2 separate regions of the Sus scrofa genome follow, and region 2 is linked to region 1. The links are chromatin contacts, called in public promoter capture Hi-C maps. All regions are on one chromosome and are shown on one strand. The core of a region is the stretch at or near the end of the contact, and the rest is flanking DNA. Distances in the headings are between cores, read along the strand shown.

Region 1 (4,833 bases), core at 1,079-3,578:
CTCCTGTGGCATATGGAGGTTCCCAGGCTAGGGGTTGAATCGGAGCTATTGCTGCCAGCCTATACCACAGCCACAGCAACACCAGATCCAAGCCGCATCTGCAACCTACACCACAGCTCACAGCAATGCCGGATCCTTAACCCACAGAGCGAGGCTAGGGATCGAACCTGCGTCCTCGTGGATACTAGTTGGCTTCGTTTCCACTGTGCACTGATGGGAACTCCAGAATAATGTCTTTGCAATCATACAGTAGGATACATAGAATTATAATGAAGTTCTAATAGATTGATACACATTATCGAAAACACTAAAAGCAATTTAAATTTAAATATGGTAATAACATATATACTTCTTCCTTAATACATTAAATAGAAAATTTAGTGGGCGGAGCCTAATGTGCAATTTTCAAGCAGTAAAGCGCGTAAATGAAATGTCAAGCTATATGCAGCAACTGTAATGCGATGGGAATACACATATGATTTCTCTTGGTGACCAAGTCCCAGATAAGTGAGCATGGAGATGTAACTTTACGATTTCTAAGACCGTGCTCTCCCCCCCACCCCATGAAGCACCACTGGGTCTAGAAGAATCTTCTCCTTATCTTCAGTTCTTTGGAAAGGTCACCCCTCAAGAAGCCTTCTCTGAGCCTCACGGGAGAAGTGTAGTTGATTTAAAATGTCGTGATTTCCACTGTACAACAAAGTGATCTGGTTTTACATGGACACACACCCATTCTCTTTCAGACTCTTTTCCCACATGGATTGTCACAGAATATCGATCGGATAGAGTTCCCTGTGCTATACAGGAGGTCCCTGTTGGCTGGTCATTCCATATACCTCAGGGTCCACATGCCAGTCCCCAAACCCCTGTCCACCCCCCCCAACCTGTCCCCTTTGGTCGCCACAAGTTTGTTTTCAAAGTCTGTGAGTCTGTTTCTGTGGTGCAAATAAGTTCATTTGTATCCTTTTTTTCCTCCACATACAGGTGATATCATAGGATGTCTGTCTTTCATTGTCTAACTCCACTTAGTATGGTAATCTCTTGGCCCATCCATGTGGCTGTACAAGGCATTATTTCATTCTTTTTTATGGTGGAGCAGAATTTCACTGGGTGTGTCTCACATCTTCTTGATCCATTCCTCTGGTGATGGCCCTTATACGTTGGTTCCATGTCTTGGCTACTGCGAATAGGGCTGCAAATGAACACTGAGGTCCATGTGTCTTTTTAAAGTATGGTTTTCTCCAGCGCGATGCCAAAAACATTTACTGAGTGCCCATGCTGGTCAGGCACCTACCTGGAGATACAGAAGGGAGGAAGGTGGAGGACAAAATGAAGTAACGCCTGTGAAGGACTGAGCACATGCCTGCGAAATCATAACTGCTCACATGTGTTACATGCCACGCGCTACAAATGAAATATTGTATCACACTTAGAAATGTATATGTATGCTAGATATTTACACAAAATGTTTATACGGATGTATGGTACATCTTTCGTGTATGACTTTCACATTCATTTCCCCTTTCACGCCCACAAAACAGCCCCGGAGGATGGGCAGGGCAGAGGTTTTATGCATTTTTTACTGATGAAAAGACAAGCGCTGGAGGTTAAAAGGTTGGCAAACTGGTGACTGGCAACTGGCGATACCACAGCGTTTTAAAAAGAGAACCGGCGCAGGGCAAGGTTCCATCCCACATCCCTCAGTGGATAGCCAGCCCCAACTCTGTGGTCTTGGGGTGCGAGGACCGGTTCGGGGGCAGGCCTCCAGGCCCCGGGACGATCCAGCCACGCGGGCGGGCAGCCAGGATGGCAATCGGGTGGACACGCCCCGGGGGCGCACGCTCTCCGACGCGGAGCTTCGAGCGGGCAGAGACGCGCAGTACGCGGGGCGCGACGCTGGGTGGCGCTGCTGGGCCGCCCCGCGCCAGACCTGTTGCGCCCTGGGCGCAAGTCGGGCAGATAGATTTAGGGTAAAGGGACGCTCCGATCTTGCCGCGCGCCCCTGCCGCCGGGCTGCGGCACCTCTCTGGGGGCGCCCTAGGCCCCACGTTATCTTGAGGTTCCCATTCGTTTAGAACTGCCTCACCGCAGCAGTTCTAGGCGCGTCGGGTGGGGCGGGAATAAAGTTTTTCCAACCTGGTCTGGGAGAGGGCTGGTTGGGGAGGACCCTCCCAGCTCTAGACTCCACGGCGGGCTGGACCGTGCCCTTTCAGCTTCACGGCTGCCCCGGGGGCCCTGCTCTCGGTAGGTGCCAGCCCCGGTGCCGACCGGATGGACTGACCTGCGCACCGCCCCCTCCCACCCTCTTCCCCATCCCGGTCCCCTCCCCCGCCTCTGGCGCGCACGGGCCCCAGCGTCTCCGGCCCCGCCTGCGCCGGGGTCGCTGCAGTCCCCGCGGCTGCCCCGGGCTCCCTCCTCAGGCGCTCCGGCCTTAATCCAGCCTGGGCAGCGCCTCGGGGGGAGTGCGGGACCGCGAGGGAGGCCGAGGCGGGGACCCTGGGCGCCCGAGCTTTCCCAACCTGGGAGGCGGCCCCGACTCCAGGAGCCAGAACGCAGGGGAAGGCAAGGACGGGGCGGCCGGCAGAGGGGCGGGCGCCGCTCATCAGCCACGCCAGTCACGTCTGGGGCCACCCGGCTGCCTTTTTCTTCTTCTTCCCCTTTGCTTTCTCCCCTCTCCCCGGTTGGCGAGGGCAAAGTGGCCGTGGCGGCGCCATGCCCGGGCCGGAGTGAGTGCGCGCGGGCGAAAATGGCGTACATCCAGGTAGGGCTGAGGCCGGGGGGCCAGGTCCGCGGTGTGGGTGGGGGGGTGCCGCGCCCCCTCCGGCTGTGAGCGCGTGGAAGGGAGGGCACACGGCTGGGCTGCCACAAACTTGCCTGGAGAAAAAGGGTGCCCGAGCGCGGGCAACCTGTGTAGCAGCGGGGGTGCGCCCCAGGAGAAGAGGCTGGGGACCCCCACACCCCGGCGCGAAGGGCCCCAAGTGGACTCGGCACGCGCGCCCTCGCCTCCTGGGTTGGGAATGGGGGGGTGGGGCGGACTTTACCCCCCTTCCCCCATCCCTCCCCTGGCGCACCCCACCCCAGGGGAGGGGCCGCGGGGAGGGCGGCCCGGGGCGCGCCAGCCACCCGGCCCGCCAGCTGCCGTTGCCTTGGTGACGGCTCCGGCTAATTGGCCGGCGGAGCGAGCCTGAGGCAGCTGTTCCGGCCAGGAGGGACGAGGACGTCGTCTCTCCCGGTCACTGGGTGCTGAGGGGTGGGGACACAGCAGAGGCACGCTGGTTGTGTTGGGGGGGGCAGCCGATTACTTTAGGCCGTTGCCTTGGGGTCTTGGGAGTTGTGGATCCCCATCATCTGGGGGACACCCCCCAAGCATCCTTAGGCAGAAATAATTTCCAAGTGCCCCTTTTGGGGGGCTGCGGACTAAGAGACCTTTTGCCTCAATACAAGGGGGGAAGTGGCGACGTGTCAGCGCCAAGGTCACCGCTGTCAGACCCGCTGGAGCTGCTTGCTTCTGAGATTGGGTCCTCTACGCCTGGCAGAGAAACCTACAGGCTCCCACATTCAAGGTCCATCTGGACTCTCTTCGCCCCTTGGTTACAGCTGGGGGGCTGCTGGTCCCCTCCTTCCTCTTTGGCCCACATCTCCCCTCATCTTGTCCTTAGACTTTTCCAGCTGCCAGGAACTCTGTCCTCTGCCACCTGGCTCTGGCCTCCCCATCCCTCTCCTGGCTTAGATTCGCTCCACGGACTTACCTTTCACCGAATCCCTAGGTCATCTTTTCAAGTTTAGCGAAGGTCACATATACTGTTCACCTACTGTGTGGCTGTTGTTGGGAGGGATGACTATTCAACAGTGGCTCAGCAAACACTTGGGTGACCACACACAGCCAGGAAACAGCACGGTCCCTGTCCCTCTGAAGGCATAATCCAATGAGAGATGAACCCTGTTAGAACTGCTGTCTGTGAGTTCCCTTGTGGCTCAGAGGGTTAAGGATCTGGCATTGTCACTTCTGAGGCACGGGTTGCTGCTGTGGTGGGGGTTCGATTTCTGGCCTGGCAACTTCCACAGGCTGTGGATGTGGCCAAAAAGAAAAAGAAAAAAAAAAAAAAAGAACAGGCTTCAGCACAGAGAAGTGAAATGCTTTGCCCAAGGCCACACAGGTGCTTAGGGGACATGGAAGCGAAAAGGGGAGATGGCGGGGATCAGGGGGGCATTTGTTACGCAGCTGATATGAGGATGGCCCGATGATGTTGACTTTTCTTCTAGAACAAGGTGTTAACTTTTTCTGTAAAAGACCAGGTAGTAAATACATTTTTTTCTTTGAGGGCTGCATGGTCTGTGTCATTCCTATTTACTTCTTGACCGTGGCCCTAAACAGTTTCATAGACAATAGTCAATGAATGGACATGGCTGTGTTTAAATAAAACTTTATTTGTGGACACTGAAGTTGAATTATGTATATTTTGTCTGATTCGCAAAGTATTAATCATCTCTGCTTTTTTTTTTTCTTCAACCATTTAAAGAGGTACAAACCATTCTTAGCTGGAGGGCTGTAGGAAAACAAGCTGCAGGCTGGATTTGACCTGTGAGCCATGGTTTTGCACACATGTTTTAGAATATCTGGGTTCTCCTTCTTTCTCTCTCTCTTTTTTTCCCTGGCTGGAATCAGTTCTCCTCCATTGTGTCAAACACATGAACCGAGTCCCAAAGAGTCTTGGCACGCCTGGGAGTGACGGAGCGTCTTCTCTTTCCTCTTTCTTCATCTTTCTTGGTTTCTCTTTGCTCCCAGACACTCACTTTGCACCTGAGCCTTGAGAAAGCTGCGTGGTTGTTCTT
Region 2 (4,833 bases), core at 324-2,823, 160 kb after region 1:
ACTGCTATCCTAGCAGAGCTGAGTAGTTGCAAGAGAGATTATATGTCCCCAAAGCATCAAATAATTATGATCTGGCTTTTTACAGAAAAGATTTGTCAATCTCGGAGTTCCTGTCCTGGCTCAGCAGTTAGAGGACACGGGTTTGATCCCTGGCCTCGATCAGTGGGTTAAGGATCCAGCATTGCAATGAGCTGTGGTGTGGGTCTCAGACAAGGCTCAGATCTGGCATTGCTATGGCTCTGATGTAGGCCAGCGGCTGCTATAGCCCAGGGATCTCCATATGCCTCGGGTGTGGCCTAAAAAGACAAAAATACCAAAAAAAAAGAAAAGAAAAGATTTGTCAATCTCTATTGTAAATATTTGTCTAGACTGTTGATAATATCCTTGGGATTGACACATAGAAAGTCAAGCCAAATTGTTTACCAGAAAAATGTGGCAGGGGTTTGGTTTTGTCAGCACCCGCAGCATATGGGAGTTCCCAGGCCAAGGACTGCAGCTGCAACCTATGCCACAGCTCTGGCAACACCATATCCAAAACCCACTGCACCACAGTGGGAACCCCCAGAAAACTGGGTTTTTGAATAACATTGCCACCAGGAGCTTGTTTGAAGTGTCCATTTTTCATACCTTCCACTTTTGCAGGCCATGCAAAAACAGATGTCAAGATATTCCACCGGTTCTAGGTACTGGAGAAACAGCAGTGACCAGAAGGCACGAGCTGCTGCCCTCATGGAGCCTGTAACCTACTAAAGGTGTGAGGAGATACAATAAATTCCTTGACAAGTAGATATATCAATATACATACAAATGGTGATCGGTCCTGTGACTAACGCTAAAGTGGTTAAGCGGGTGGTGACTATGAGCAGGGTGAGTGGGTGCTGGTTGGCACAGCCTGGCCCTGATCAGATGACATTTGAGCAGAGACCTTAACGGAACAACATTCCAGGTGGAGGAAAAAGCGAATGCAATGAACGTGGTCTTTTCAGAATTCATGGGGAAAATGGTTATCTTAACATCCACAGTAGAGTCAGGCGGTGGCATAGATAATTTCACAGAACCTGTAGGTCCGAAGTCATAGCTATTTGCCTTTGATGTCCCTTGTCCATATGTGATGGTAGCAGCTGATTTGCTTTGAAATTAGGTTGTTCTAAAGTTATCACTAAAATTAGTTTTCATTTCCTAAGTAAACAGCAGCTGGCAGTACATTTGGGGGTGGAGACCAGTGAGCTGGGGAGAAGAGAAGAATCATCAGAAGTTTTGTATTTGCCAAGGGAGGAGCGGCACGTATCGGGGGGCTGAGGGGGTGTAGGTGTTCCAGACCCCACGGGCCAAGTGTCTGCTTAATCAGTAAGAAGTAAGAAACCTCACTGTCATCCGAGGTCCTTCCCTTCCTCTCATCCCCCTCATTCATTCAACTGCTGAATCCTGTTACAGCTCAGAAAGAGCCCTTGATGCTGGCACCTTGTCTCCCTCATCCTTGTGAGGGCTGGGATGGAGAAGGCTAGCTGTCCCTCCTGACTAATCTCACCTTCCTTCCCGAAGGCATGGCCAACCAGAATGAAGACTACATTTCGCAGCCTCCTTTGCTTCAGGTGTGGCCATGTGACTGAGTTCCGACCTATGACGTGGCAGCAGAGGTAATGTATGCAGTTTCCAGTTTGTGCTCTTAAAGGCGAGGAGCTTGTCTTCCACTCACCTTCCCTCTTCCTCTCTCTAGCTGGAATGTAGATACGCAGGCAGGTTTTTGAACCCTAAGGTGGAAGCTGTGTTGAGAATGCAAAACAAGATGGAAGAAGCCCAACAATAAAAAAGTACAATTTAATTTAATTTTAAAAGAGAGAGAGAGAAAAAAAGAAGCAGCAGCAGCCCAAGTCCCACAATCCCAGCCCTAGACCTCCAACATGGACTGTTATGTGAAAGAGAAACAAACATCTTATTCTAAGTTCACTTTGTTACAGAAGCCTAAGCATCTCACTCTCTCAGCAGTTACATTATTACTCCCAAATGGATCTGCTGCTTCTAATCTCTCACCTTTCTCTCCATCTCCTGGAGTTACTGCCAGCAGCAGCAGCAGCAGCAGCAGCAGCAGCAGCAGCAGCAGCAGCAGCAGCAGCAGCAGCAGCATCCTAAAAGGCAAACTGATCGTGTCACACCCCTGTAATAACAAAACGTGTTGGTTCCCAATGAAGATTGTTTTTCTTTCTTTCTTTCTTTGTTTTTTTGGGTTTTTTTGTTTTAATTTGCTTTTTAGGACTGCACCCTTGGCAAATGGAGGTTCCTAGGCTAGGGGACGATTAGGAGCTGTAGCTGCCGGCCTATGCCACAGCCACAGCAATGTGGGATCTGAGCCACATCTACGACCTACCCCACAGCTCACGGCAACACCAGATCCTTAACCCGCTGAGTGAGGCCAGGGATTGAACCAGCAACCTCAGGGTTACTAGTCAGATTCGTTCCTGCTTCTCCACAATGGGAACTTCCCAAATTAAAATTCTTTTACTTGGCTTCCATGGGCCTCAGAACTCTAGCCCAAGCTGCATTTTCTTTTCTTTCTTTTTTTGGCCTTTTCTTTTTTTTAGGGGGGTGGAATGCTGCACCTGAGGCATATGGAGGTTCCCAGGCTAGGTGTTGAATTGGAGCTGCAGCTGCTGGCCTCCACCACAACCACAGCAACTTGGGATCTAAGCCACATCTGCAACTTACACCACAGCTCACCCCAATGCTGGAGGATCCTTAACCCACTGAGTGAGTCCAGGGATTGAGCCTGCATCTTCATGGGTACTAATCAGGTCATAATCCACTGAGGCACAACAGGAACTCCCTTATCCAGCCTTTCCATAACTGCTCCAAGATCAACAGCTGTGTTAAGGCATCGAGAGGCTGAAGGACTAGGCTTGGCTGCTCTGTGAACTGACTGCCCTTGGCATTGGGGAAGGGTAGAGGGGGCTTGAAAGATGACTTAGTCATCTCAGAACAAAAAACAACCCATATCTTATAAATCAACTCTACTCAATAAAACTTCTCAAAAAAAAATCCCAGGGGGCAAAAACAAAGAAAAAACAATTCATTGTATTCAAGACCAACACAACCTCTCAGCCTGGTCACCTCCTAGAGATCCAGCGCCCACCACAGGCTGGTGTCTGTGCATCAGTAGAGGACTAACCAGCTGGCTAAAGAGAGGCCCAGTGCCCCTGAAGTAGTATACATGCGATAGTGCACCTAGTGGTTGAGGGCACAGCTCCTGGAGTTGAAGTCCTAGCAGAGGAGTTCCTGTCATGGTGCAGTGGTGACAAATCTGACTAGGAACCAGGAGGTTGCCGGTTCGATCCCTGGCCTCGCTCAGTGGGTTAAGGATCCGGCATTGCCATGAGCTGTGGTGTAGGTCGCAGATGTGGCTCAGATCCGGTGCTGCTGTGGCTGTGGCGTAGGCCGGCATCTGCAGCTCTGATTCAAACCCTAGCTTGGGTACCTCCATATGCCATGGATGTGGCCCTAAAAAAAAAAGTCCCAGCAAAGGTTAACCAACTGTGCCTACAAGCCAAATCTGTCCTGTTAAAAGTGTTTTTGTAAATAAAGTTTATTGGGACACAGGCATGCCCATTCTTGTGCATATTCTCTATGACTGAATTCCTGCTAAAGACTGTTGGGTAATCCTGCAGATGCTTGACCCAAAACGTTAAAATATTTTCCATTGGGCCCTTTATAGAAAAGAATCGATGACCCCTGAACTAGAGGATTTCTTAATTAAATAGACTTCATGTCCCTCATCTGACACAAGAGAGAATACAGCCTTTTTTTGTCCCAAGATTTTGTTGAATGAGCCACAACTGATCAAACACAGTCCCTTTAATCTCCTGTAAGCGTGTGATCAGCTATAATGTTATAGCCTCAGCAATAGCAAATCCAACTAGTATCTATGAGGTTTGATCCCTGGCCTCCCTCAGTGAGTTAAGGATCTGGCATTGCTGTGGCTGTGGTGTAGGCTGGCAGCTACAGCTCTGATTTGACCCCTAGCCTGGGGAATTTATAGACAGTAATGAAATTAACCCCAACTAAGATTTTTGGTTTTTTCCTAGCTAGTCTCATATCTAAATTAGCAATCTTATTTCTTTTCTTTTCTTTCTTTTCTTTTTCTTTTTTAGGGCCGCACCTGCAGCATATGGAAGTTCCTGGGCTAGGGGTCGAACTGAAGTCACAGCTGGGGCTTACACCACAGCTGCAGCAATACCGGATCCAAGCTGCATCTGAAACTGATGCTGCAGCAATGCCTGATCCTTAACCCACTGAGGGAGGCCAGGGATTGAACACCCACATCCTCGTGGAGGCAACATGGGGTCCCTAACCTGCTGAGCCACAAAGGGAACCCAGAAATCTTATTTCTTGAATTTTTTCCATGACTGATAAATTTTTGTCCCTCAGATACCCTTCAAACCAACTTTTTTAGTTTCTGGCTGGTAGTGATTTAAATAAACACTGAGGGGCTTTTCCATCGTGGGTCAGCAGAAATGAATCTGACTAGAATCCATGAAGACACAGGTTCGATCCCTGGCCTCGTTCAGTGAGCTAAGGATCCGGTGTTGCTGTGCCTGTGGCGTAGGCCAGCAGCTACAGCTCTGCTTTGACCCCTAGGCTGGGAACCTCCATGTGCCGTGCGTGTGGCCCTGAAAAGACCAAAAAAAAAGAAAGAACAAAAAAAAAATAAACATTGACCCCTGCTAATGAGCAAGCGTGCATTTATGACTGCCAACAGCAAGATTCTCTGGCTAAAATGGTCCAGAGAGTTGACTTAAAAAACGTTGATGCCAAAGGTGTCTCCAGAGAGCATGGGTCAGC

Evidence for each region. Promoter capture Hi-C pulls out the DNA fragments that hold promoters and counts their contacts.
Region 2: a promoter capture Hi-C map of liver shows a contact between it and region 1, with 20 times the contacts expected there. A contact is called at or near these places in 5 of 5 promoter capture datasets (fetal liver, fetal skeletal muscle, liver and 1 more), 28 of 47 Hi-C or Micro-C datasets (adipose tissue, alveolar macrophages, blood and 15 more) and 2 of 2 datasets of targeted methods (alveolar macrophages and skeletal muscle).

Annotation. Positions count from the first base shown.
Region 1 is chr3:26,444,975-26,449,807 of Sscrofa11.1, forward strand. It overlaps SYT17 (synaptotagmin-17), which reads left to right and starts at 2,329. Exons shown (of 12, transcript XM_021086545.1): 1 at 2,329-2,761. The coding sequence starts at 2,747.
Region 2 is chr3:26,605,453-26,610,285 of Sscrofa11.1, forward strand. No RefSeq gene overlaps it. Among named protein-coding and RNA genes, the nearest start is that of SMG1, 46 kb to the right of the region's middle.